2 separate regions of the Mus musculus genome follow, and region 2 is linked to region 1. Evidence: chromatin contacts called from public HiChIP or PLAC-seq data. All regions are on one chromosome and are shown on one strand. The core of a region is the stretch at or near the end of the contact, and the rest is flanking DNA. Distances in the headings are between cores, read along the strand shown.

Region 1 (4,219 bases), core at 525-3,024:
TTAAAGTTTTTAATAACTCTCTCAACAAACAAAAAATAAAATTTAAGTGATACAAGATCTCTGGACACTAAAATAAATCAAGTTCTAACAGTGCAGCTTAGTAATGGGACAGGTAGTTAGCATGCAGGAAGCCCTGTTGAGTCCTCCTACTACCAAAAATTAAATCATGTTTTGGAGGCCGGGCATGGTGGCGCATGCCTTTAATCCCAGCACTTGGGAGGCAGAGACAGGAGGATTTCTGAGTTCGAGGCCAGCCTAGTCTACAAAGTGAGTTCCAAGACGGCCAGGGCTATACAGAGAAACCCTGTCTCAAAAAAAAAATCATGTTTTGGAAGAATATAATACATGAAAATCGCAAAATACTGTCTTAAAAAGCAATGTTTACTCATAAATATGATATTAAATTTTAATATGCACCAGGAGATCTAAAAAAAAAAAAAAACAGATTTGACTTCCTTTTCTTCGTGATTCTCCTAATTTTCTGAAGTCAAAAACAGGAGTTGGAGAGATGATTCACAAGTTAAGAACACTTGTTGCTCTTGCAAAGGACATGTTTAGTTCCCAGGGCCCACAAGGTGGCTCACAACCATCTGTAACTCTAGTTCCATGGGACCCAGTGACCTCTTCTGGCCCCCATAGGTACTGCAGGCAAATGGTGCACAGACATAGAGGCAAAACAACCGCTCAGAAATATAACTATATATACATTTATCTTTTAAAAAAATAAATCCACCGGGTGGTGGTAGCTCAAGCCTTTAATCCAGGCAACCGGGAGACCGAAGCAAGCAGATCTTTACGGGTTCGATGCCAGCCTGGTCTACAGGGTGATATCCAGGACAGCCAGGACTGTTACACAAACACACACACACACACACACACACACACAAAACCTGTCTAGAAAAAAACAAAAAACAAACAAACAAACAAAAGAGGAGAATGAATAGGAAGAAGAGGAAAAGAGGAGGTGGAAGAGGGAAGGAAAAAGAAGAAAAGAAGGGAGAAAAGAAAGAAAAAAAGTAAATACTGTAACTACCCTTTTATCGACTAATTACCTAGAAGAAGCTAAGTAGATGAATAAATGAAACAATGAATGAATGAGAACTAGGTACATCAGAGAGACATTTGTTCCCAAAACAAATTACAGGTCAATTTCCATTTGATTTTTCTAGCACTGATACTATTAACAGATGATTATGTCTTTTGAGACTGTTTTTTCTTTTAAATCACCTAATAATGTGACAAGACCAGGGTATACATTAAGACTGAAGAGGAAGAAACGCTATATCCACCAAAATGTTATTTAATGGTCGCCACTAAATGTCTTTCTCAGACTGGGTCACCATAGTAATCCCTTTCCGTCAAGGTTTCCAACTGTCACCTGAACTGGTCTCAACAGTTTAAATGGGACCGATTCGGATTTGGCACGGCGGAAGGCGCCGGTCAAAAGTGGCAGCTCTCCTACCCTTTACTCGCAAGCCCCGGGCGAAGTCGGGCTGGGCTCTGCCCCGGGCAGTCACTCACCGAATCCTGTGAAGCCCATGGTGACCGCCAGCTGAGGGTCGGGTCCCGCCGTGTCTGCGCCTGTCACTGGAGCAAGAAACAAAGGACAGACCGGCCGTCAGCCCGGCGCTCCAGTGCCCAGCACGGCCCTCCACCCCGGCTGGCCCGCCTAACCCACACCCACCTTCGCTGGTTCCCGAGTGCTCCATGACTGCCCGAGCCCACCGCCTCCGTGGATGCAGCAGCGCGCGACTCCCGGCAAGCCCGACGGAAGTGTCGTCACCGAGACCGCGTCGCCAAGAGCGGCCCGGCTGCGTGGGTAGGCAGGCTTTCGGACTCTCGCCCCCTAGCGGTGCGGAGGGAATGCGCTGACAAGCCACGAGGAGGTCTAGTTTGGGAGTTCCCTAAAACCTTTCGGTGGTTTCAGATGCGTTCTCAAGCAAAGTCCTGGCACGTTTCTAAGGAAATCAACAGAATCTTGTTATTTGCATGCTACTTTTATCTATATTCGTAATGTACTTGACGTACATGATGAAACTTCCACTGCTGCCCATCTTCTCAGTATGCTTGAAGAAACCACTATCTAGTTATAAAGATGCCAGAAAACTGAAGAGTTGTTAGGAATGTTTAAAGCGCTTGCCCTCAGTCTCCACTCTCTAGGCTAGCCTTGTTTACTAAGGGTTCCAAATGTTACATGTTACATAACTACTGTGTTTCCAATTTATTTTAGTTTCTTTACAACTCTGTTCCTATTCTTAATGACACATCATTTAATATACTTTTAAAGTCTAAAACAAATACTTGGTTGAATTTTTCTTTTGTCAGAGTCTCTCATTTTGTAATCCATGCCTGGCCCAGAACTCAGAGACCCATCTAGATTCCTCTGCCTCCCAAGCTTTTAAAGATGTGTGCTACCAAGCCAAGTGAAAATACTTCATTTTCACATGCACTCAATGATTGTGGACGTGGTATAAACATGCCTTACTGTGCAACCTGCAGACCTATTCTTCTACTATGTGGTTCTGGGGGTGGACCTCAAGTCACAAGCTTAGCAGAAAAGACAATTTCCTACTGAGCCTTGTAGTCCACTCAAGAATGAAAATTCTTTGATAAAATTACTCCTGAGCCCCAATATTAGACTCCTGTCTCTGTCTATGGTTCATTGATAATGATTATCTAATGCTTCCATTGTCCTTAGAGTAAAAGAAAAATTTATTAGTACAAAGAAGCTGTAGATCTGTGGTTGCTTAGCATAGACAAGGCTAAGGGTCTGTATTGGATCTCCACCACAAAAAAATACAAATTTAATAAAAGGTTAGCCTGACTTCCAAAACCTTTCTATTCCAATCTTGTCATTTTCAACATTCCCATTTAGTGCAGGGAGCGGCCTCAGAACACATAGTCCTGAATGCTTTAACTCTTCACCAAGTCATTGATCCAACCAGCTCATCTCCAACTATCAAATTAAATCTCTCCTGCTTTTGAAAGCATCTGTAGAACTTTGTAGGCCTCCAACTAAATAAGGCCCACCTACCATGTGATACCCTAGTCTGTCTTCATAATATAATGGCTGGGCAGGCACTCTTGAGTGGTTATTAAATGAATTAATAAGAAGAAATGGTTGTGAAGGCAAGTTACTTTTCCTATGCACAAGATGTATATAATTTGTAGCAAGGAAGTTTGGGTTTGCCTCAAGAGATTACTAGTGACAAATTACCCTGAACTTCAACCAGTAAGGCTAATTTATTTTGCCTACTCTCAAATATGTTATTATTGGTGCTAATATTTCTTTTCTGAGCATAAATAAGCAGCCATTAGATACTGGAGTAGAACTTTATGAATGATATTATGTATCCATAACCTTTAAGCTCATAAGTAATAGTTTCAGCTCCTCAATTGTCAAGGAGAAGAAATTTTGAGATTCATGATATATTAAACTTTAAACTGAAAAGCACTAGAGAAAATGAAAAAAAAATAGCTATTCCATCACCCCATTAGAATTGGTATTTATCACCATAAACATCATTTTAAAAAGACACTCTGCTATCAATCAATGATGACAACAATGCAGCTTCCACATTAAACTATTTCTGTTGAGTATGCGTGAAACAACTTCATAAACATAACTGTAAAGTGTAATGGAAGATTTTTATTTCTCTTGAAGAAAATGAATTTATTCATTAATCAAAACAGGAAGCCACTCAATCAATGATTCCCAGTGCAATCTGCAGACTGTTTAAGAGTGCCCATATGATCAAGACTCTTTGGCAAATAATCTAAGATACCAGTTGGGGATTTCTTCACTATATTGATTATATTGACTGTTGAAGCAAAAGCAATGGCGTACTAAAATAGGGCACATTAGAATATTAGTTTTTCTGAATGATTCATCAATTGGGGAGGGCCAGACAGTAAGCCATTTAAGTCTCTACTGGACAAAAAGGAGCAAGGAGCCATAGCAAAGAAAACAATTGACTGGTGGAAAGTCCTTAGAGGTTAAATCACAGAACTTTTGGAATGTCTCTCTGTATTAAGGGAATTTATTGTAATGACTTAGTCTGTGCGCTAACTAATCCAGCGATGGGCAGCTGTGAATGGAACATCCAAGAATCTAGGAGTTGCTCAGTCACACGAGGCTAGTTGTTTCAACTGGTCTTCTGAATCGTGGTGCAGCTGGAATCCTCAAGAAGTATATTCCAACAGATGTGCTAGCAAGTCA
Region 2 (4,219 bases), core at 689-3,188, 530 kb after region 1:
TCTGAGTGTTGATTTGTGTCCCTGTTTTCTTGTGATGTATTTCTGCATAATCTTCCTCACCAGAGCATTGACTCCCTGGACCTGTCTTGCTTTTATTACTAAATTACCCACTTCCACAGACTGATGTGGCTTTAGAGCCAGGGAGCACAATGGTGATGATTTGCTGCCATCCTGTGGTGGCACTGCTTCCTCTGCAGACACAGCCATGGGTGACGAAACTCAGGAGGGCAACACTTTAGCGTGGACACGTGTGCTAACTGTGGGAAACGTCTGTTGGGCTCCTGAGCTTTCGGAAGTGGTGTAACCACACAGAGTCCTGCGCCCAGACTGGTGTATGGTATTCGGCTTAATCTCAGCCCTAATAAAGTTCTAATTTTTTTCAGCACTGTAGGTGCTGGGCATGAACCAAAAGTGTGTTGATTAAGGTTCTGTAAACTTCTTTGATTCTAATTCCCCAGAGGAGGAGGCAATGCTGGGTACAGAGATGTGAGGCCACACGTGCAGGTAATACAGTGTGTAGAGAGAGGAGACTAGGGCTGGAGAGATGGCTTGGTGGGTAAAAACATTTGCTGTCAAGCTGGATGACTTGAGTTGAGTACCTGGAACCTGGATAGTGGGAGGAGAGATCTGACTCTCATAGCTGTCCTCTGACCTCCACACATATCTTTTCCAATGGATAGATGATAGATAGGTAGATAGATAGATAGATAGATAGATAGATAGATAGATAGATAGATAGATGGATGGATAGATGGATGGACAGATAAAATTTCAAAAGAAAAAAAAGCTCTGGAGCTTCAGGCTACACAGTCCGAGCACAGATGTAACTACCAGGAGTGACTCCTTGCCTCGGGAGCTCACAGCGAGCACTGGGTGGGAGCAGAATGTGAGCAGAAGCTGATGGGTAAGGGAGTTTTTCATTCTCCAAAGATGGACCCTTGATGTTCCTCTGCACAGTGGGATTCGGGTTGGAGATGCCGTCTCTGCCTTCCCATCAGGACAGGAAGCCAATGGTTACTGGCTTTCTTCCCAACTCTATCAAAGTTTTCCTTGATCTTGGAGAAGACGCCTGCTAACTTTATGTGGGGCCACCTCTCTCCTCACTTAGGTTTTCATGAGGAAAGAACCAGACAGGATGCAGGCGTGGCGTGAGCCAGAGCTAGAAGTTGGGGCCAAGCCCCTTCAGCATCTGACTTCTAGGGTGGCCCATCTCTCTCTCCAGTGAGGGCTTTTACCCTTTTATCTTATGGGGCCTCTGAAGGGCAGGAAGTCCTGGGTGACCTGCTGGCACAGGCTGCAATTTCAAGGGGGGAAATCTATGTGGAATAAATTATAGAGGCAAAACTCAGCCAGACATAAAAGGCTCGAATGGTTTGAGTTTCATAGATGAATAAATCTCCAAGGGAGAAATAGGAAGCAGGGGATGAGCTTTTGAAAAACTTGTATGAAAAAAGAACCCCAGAGAAGAATTCTCTACTGCCAGGCCTTGATTTTTTTTTTCTATAACACTGACATAATATTTGAAGGCGAGCTGATGTAATTTTCCCTTTTACTTGTCAGAATACTCTCAGCCAAGCCAGCCAAGGCTACTTATTTGCCTGAAAAAATTGGAATAATTACAGTAGAGAGAAATTGACAGTACTCAGGTTTTTGGTTCTCACAATAGGATCTCGTCTCAAGGCAAGAGGCTTGAGAGCATATATTACAAAGGAATCCCATTTGCTAAATTCCCTCATTTCCCTTCTTTCTTATCATAAGCCAGACCGCAGGGTTCTTATGCAAAAGGAGAAGTGGGCAATGCCAAACCCAGTCTTGCCAGCTGTGGGCACGGCTGGAGAAAGAAAGGCTGACATAAGGGGAGTCGCTGAAGATACGGTCTACCCCGACCTCATTTCCTGATTGCCTTTTGCGCCCTGACCAGCAGAGGGCATAACTGGCACATCTGAACTTTTCTTATTCCTGTGAAATGCGAAGGACAGGTTGAGAAACTGGAAGTCTCATGGGGCCCTGTGTCGATAGGTCAGCGGGAGCAGATTGAAGAATGTAGAGGGGAGAAGAGGGGGCGGGGACACCAAGAGACACAGGGTGCCAACCATCTTAATAGGAAGCGGCTGCGTTACCCGGGAGGGATTGCACACCGGAGGATAAGCAGATGAGTTACATATCGTCTTAGTCCCACTACAATCACATGCCCTGCACTGGGGCATAAGGCGCAAGAATTTACTTTCCCACAATGCTACTGGCTAGAGAAATGAAGATAAAGGTTCTGTGGTTAGGTGAGGAATTCGTTTTCTGGATCGGGAGAACGCTGTCCTCACATGGTGGAAGGCTGGAGTATTGGGAACAGAAGGCTGCACGGAGCCGCCTTTTTTTTTTTTTTCCAGCCACTGTCCATGAAGAAGTCCCATCTTCACATCTTAAAGGCCCACTGCTCACTATCACTGTGATGCCAATGTGTAAACTTTGACAGGAACACATTCGAATCTAAAGGAAAGATCTCTTAACCCTTACATTGCTGGAGGCAACCCGGCACGCCGAGACTAAAGCCCTCTTCTCCTATGTGATTTGTAAGACCCTCTCAAGTGGACCCTTGGTCCTTGTCTGGCTCCATCCCCCATTCTGCCACACTGCCTCCTTGTGGTACTTTGCCTCCCCCGGGGAAGCCCACCAATGCCCACCTGAGGTGTTTTACCACCAGCCTTTTCTTTCCTATGAATCCAAGGCTGGTGCCTTACTTCCTTAAGATCTTTTACAGGAGACTTGCCCGGGTAGCCTCCCTGACTACCCCGTCCTTAAAGTTCTCTAGTTCCTCTCCGAACGTCACCCTGCACTGGTGTGCTTCCCATCATTGACTATACCTGTCCTACATCTTAATCTGCTTGGGCTGCCTTAACACAACAGCACGGACTGGGCAGCTTAAAGGACACACAGTTATTGGTCACAGTCTGGGGGCCGAAAGCCCTTGGCGCACCCGCATGTTTGACCTCTGAGCTGGTCTTTTCTGGCTTTCAGACACGTGGCCTTTGCTCTGAGCTTGCTCTCTCTCCAAATACATGTTCACTGGGGTTGAGTTCCAATATACAAACATTGGAGGTGACATAGTTTAGTCTTCGAAAATCTATTTTACACCTGAATAAAATAGAGCTCTGGAGTGGGGGTGGTGGTGGAGGGAGGGGTAGGTTTATCTACAGTGCACATTAATGTGCCTGAGATAAGGTTGACACTCCATAAATACCTGGCAAATAAATGAAGGATCTGAGTTTTCTCGATGGGTTGAGTGGTACGACAAAAAATTTTATTACCTCAAATAATAAATTTATTTTATTATTATTATTTTTATTTTTTATTTTTTCGAGACAGGGTTTTTCTGTATAGCCCTGGCTGTCTTGGAATTCACTTTGTAGACCAGGCTAGCCTTGAACTCAGAAATCTGACTGCCTCTGCCTCCCAAATGCTGGGATTAAAGGCATGTGCCACCACTGCCCAGCAATAAATTTATTTTTAAATTAAATTTAAAAAATTAAATTTTAATTAAAGCATCAGTAAGTCTTTGAACCAGTAAGCATGTATGCACATCGGTGACTTTTCCTTTGTTTTGTATCTATTCTGCCACAATCCTAGGAAATTAAAATGCACGAAGAGAGACATGGGGAGGTTTAGGGCCAGAGAAGAAGAGATAAGGACGCTGGTGGTTAGCTTCGTGGTCCTTGCCTTTTCAGACTCTGGATCAGACGTTCTAAAACCTTGGCGCGCAACAGTCTTGTTAAAGCACACTGCTGGGTTCTACCTTCCAGAGCCCTGGATGGGGCCTGGGGAACTAGCCTTTCCTGTAAGTTCCCAGTTACTATCCATCCCGTCCTACACACTGGGAATCACACCGCAGACACGGACTTACTCAAGTTCACTTTTCATTCGGGCTTCTGAGCTGTTTCTCGTTCCACAGCCCTCCTGGAGCCCATCATTGAGGAGTTTCTAGAGAATGTTGGGTGGTTTATACGGTGTGGGCCGCTCTGGGTCGGGAGGTCCTTGCCACAGGGTGGCAGCAGTATCCCAGGCTTAGAGTGGCCTCCTCTCTGGGCTGCTTTAGTAGCAAATCTCCTGGTTCCCACCAGGGAAGGTTTGACTGGCTTTTCCATTTCCCCTTGGCTGGGAGGTGGGGGTGGGGGACAGCAGTGGGAAGGGGGCCGGCAGAGGGGGAGGTCACTGGCACACAGAGGGA

What was found. HiChIP or PLAC-seq counts read pairs in DNA pulled down with a chosen protein or histone mark.
Region 2: a contact with region 1 is called in an H3K4me3 HiChIP or PLAC-seq map of the SCID.adh cell line, with 4 times the contacts expected there. The contact joins the enhancer-like site here to the promoter of Wdr70 in region 1. A contact is called at or near these places in 6 of 39 promoter capture datasets (the 3T3-L1 cell line, 3T3-L1-derived adipocytes, the C10 cell line and 3 more), 2 of 15 datasets of contacts at CTCF or cohesin (large pre-B cells and pro-B cells), 4 of 484 Hi-C or Micro-C datasets (LSK cells, myeloid progenitors, pre-B cells and 1 more), 4 of 115 datasets of contacts at active chromatin or transcription factors (the SCID.adh cell line, T-cell acute lymphoblastic leukemia, large pre-B cells and 1 more) and 1 of 9 other capture datasets (adipose tissue).

The regions. Positions count from the first base shown.
Region 1 is chr15:8,097,435-8,101,653 of GRCm38.p6, forward strand. It overlaps Wdr70 (WD repeat domain 70), which reads right to left and starts at 1,775. Exons shown (of 18, transcript NM_001081402.1): 1 at 1,685-1,775; 2 at 1,522-1,587. The coding sequence starts at 1,709.
Region 2 is chr15:8,625,358-8,629,576 of GRCm38.p6, forward strand. No RefSeq gene overlaps it. Among named protein-coding and RNA genes, the nearest start is that of Gm46508, 45 kb to the left of the region's middle. Within about 2 kb of position 1,939, at least 44 of the 459 cell types and tissues checked have an H3K27ac peak or open chromatin away from gene starts, as enhancers often do. A contact at or near this core is called in 3T3-L1-derived adipocytes, the SCID.adh cell line and adipose tissue, where this site is marked.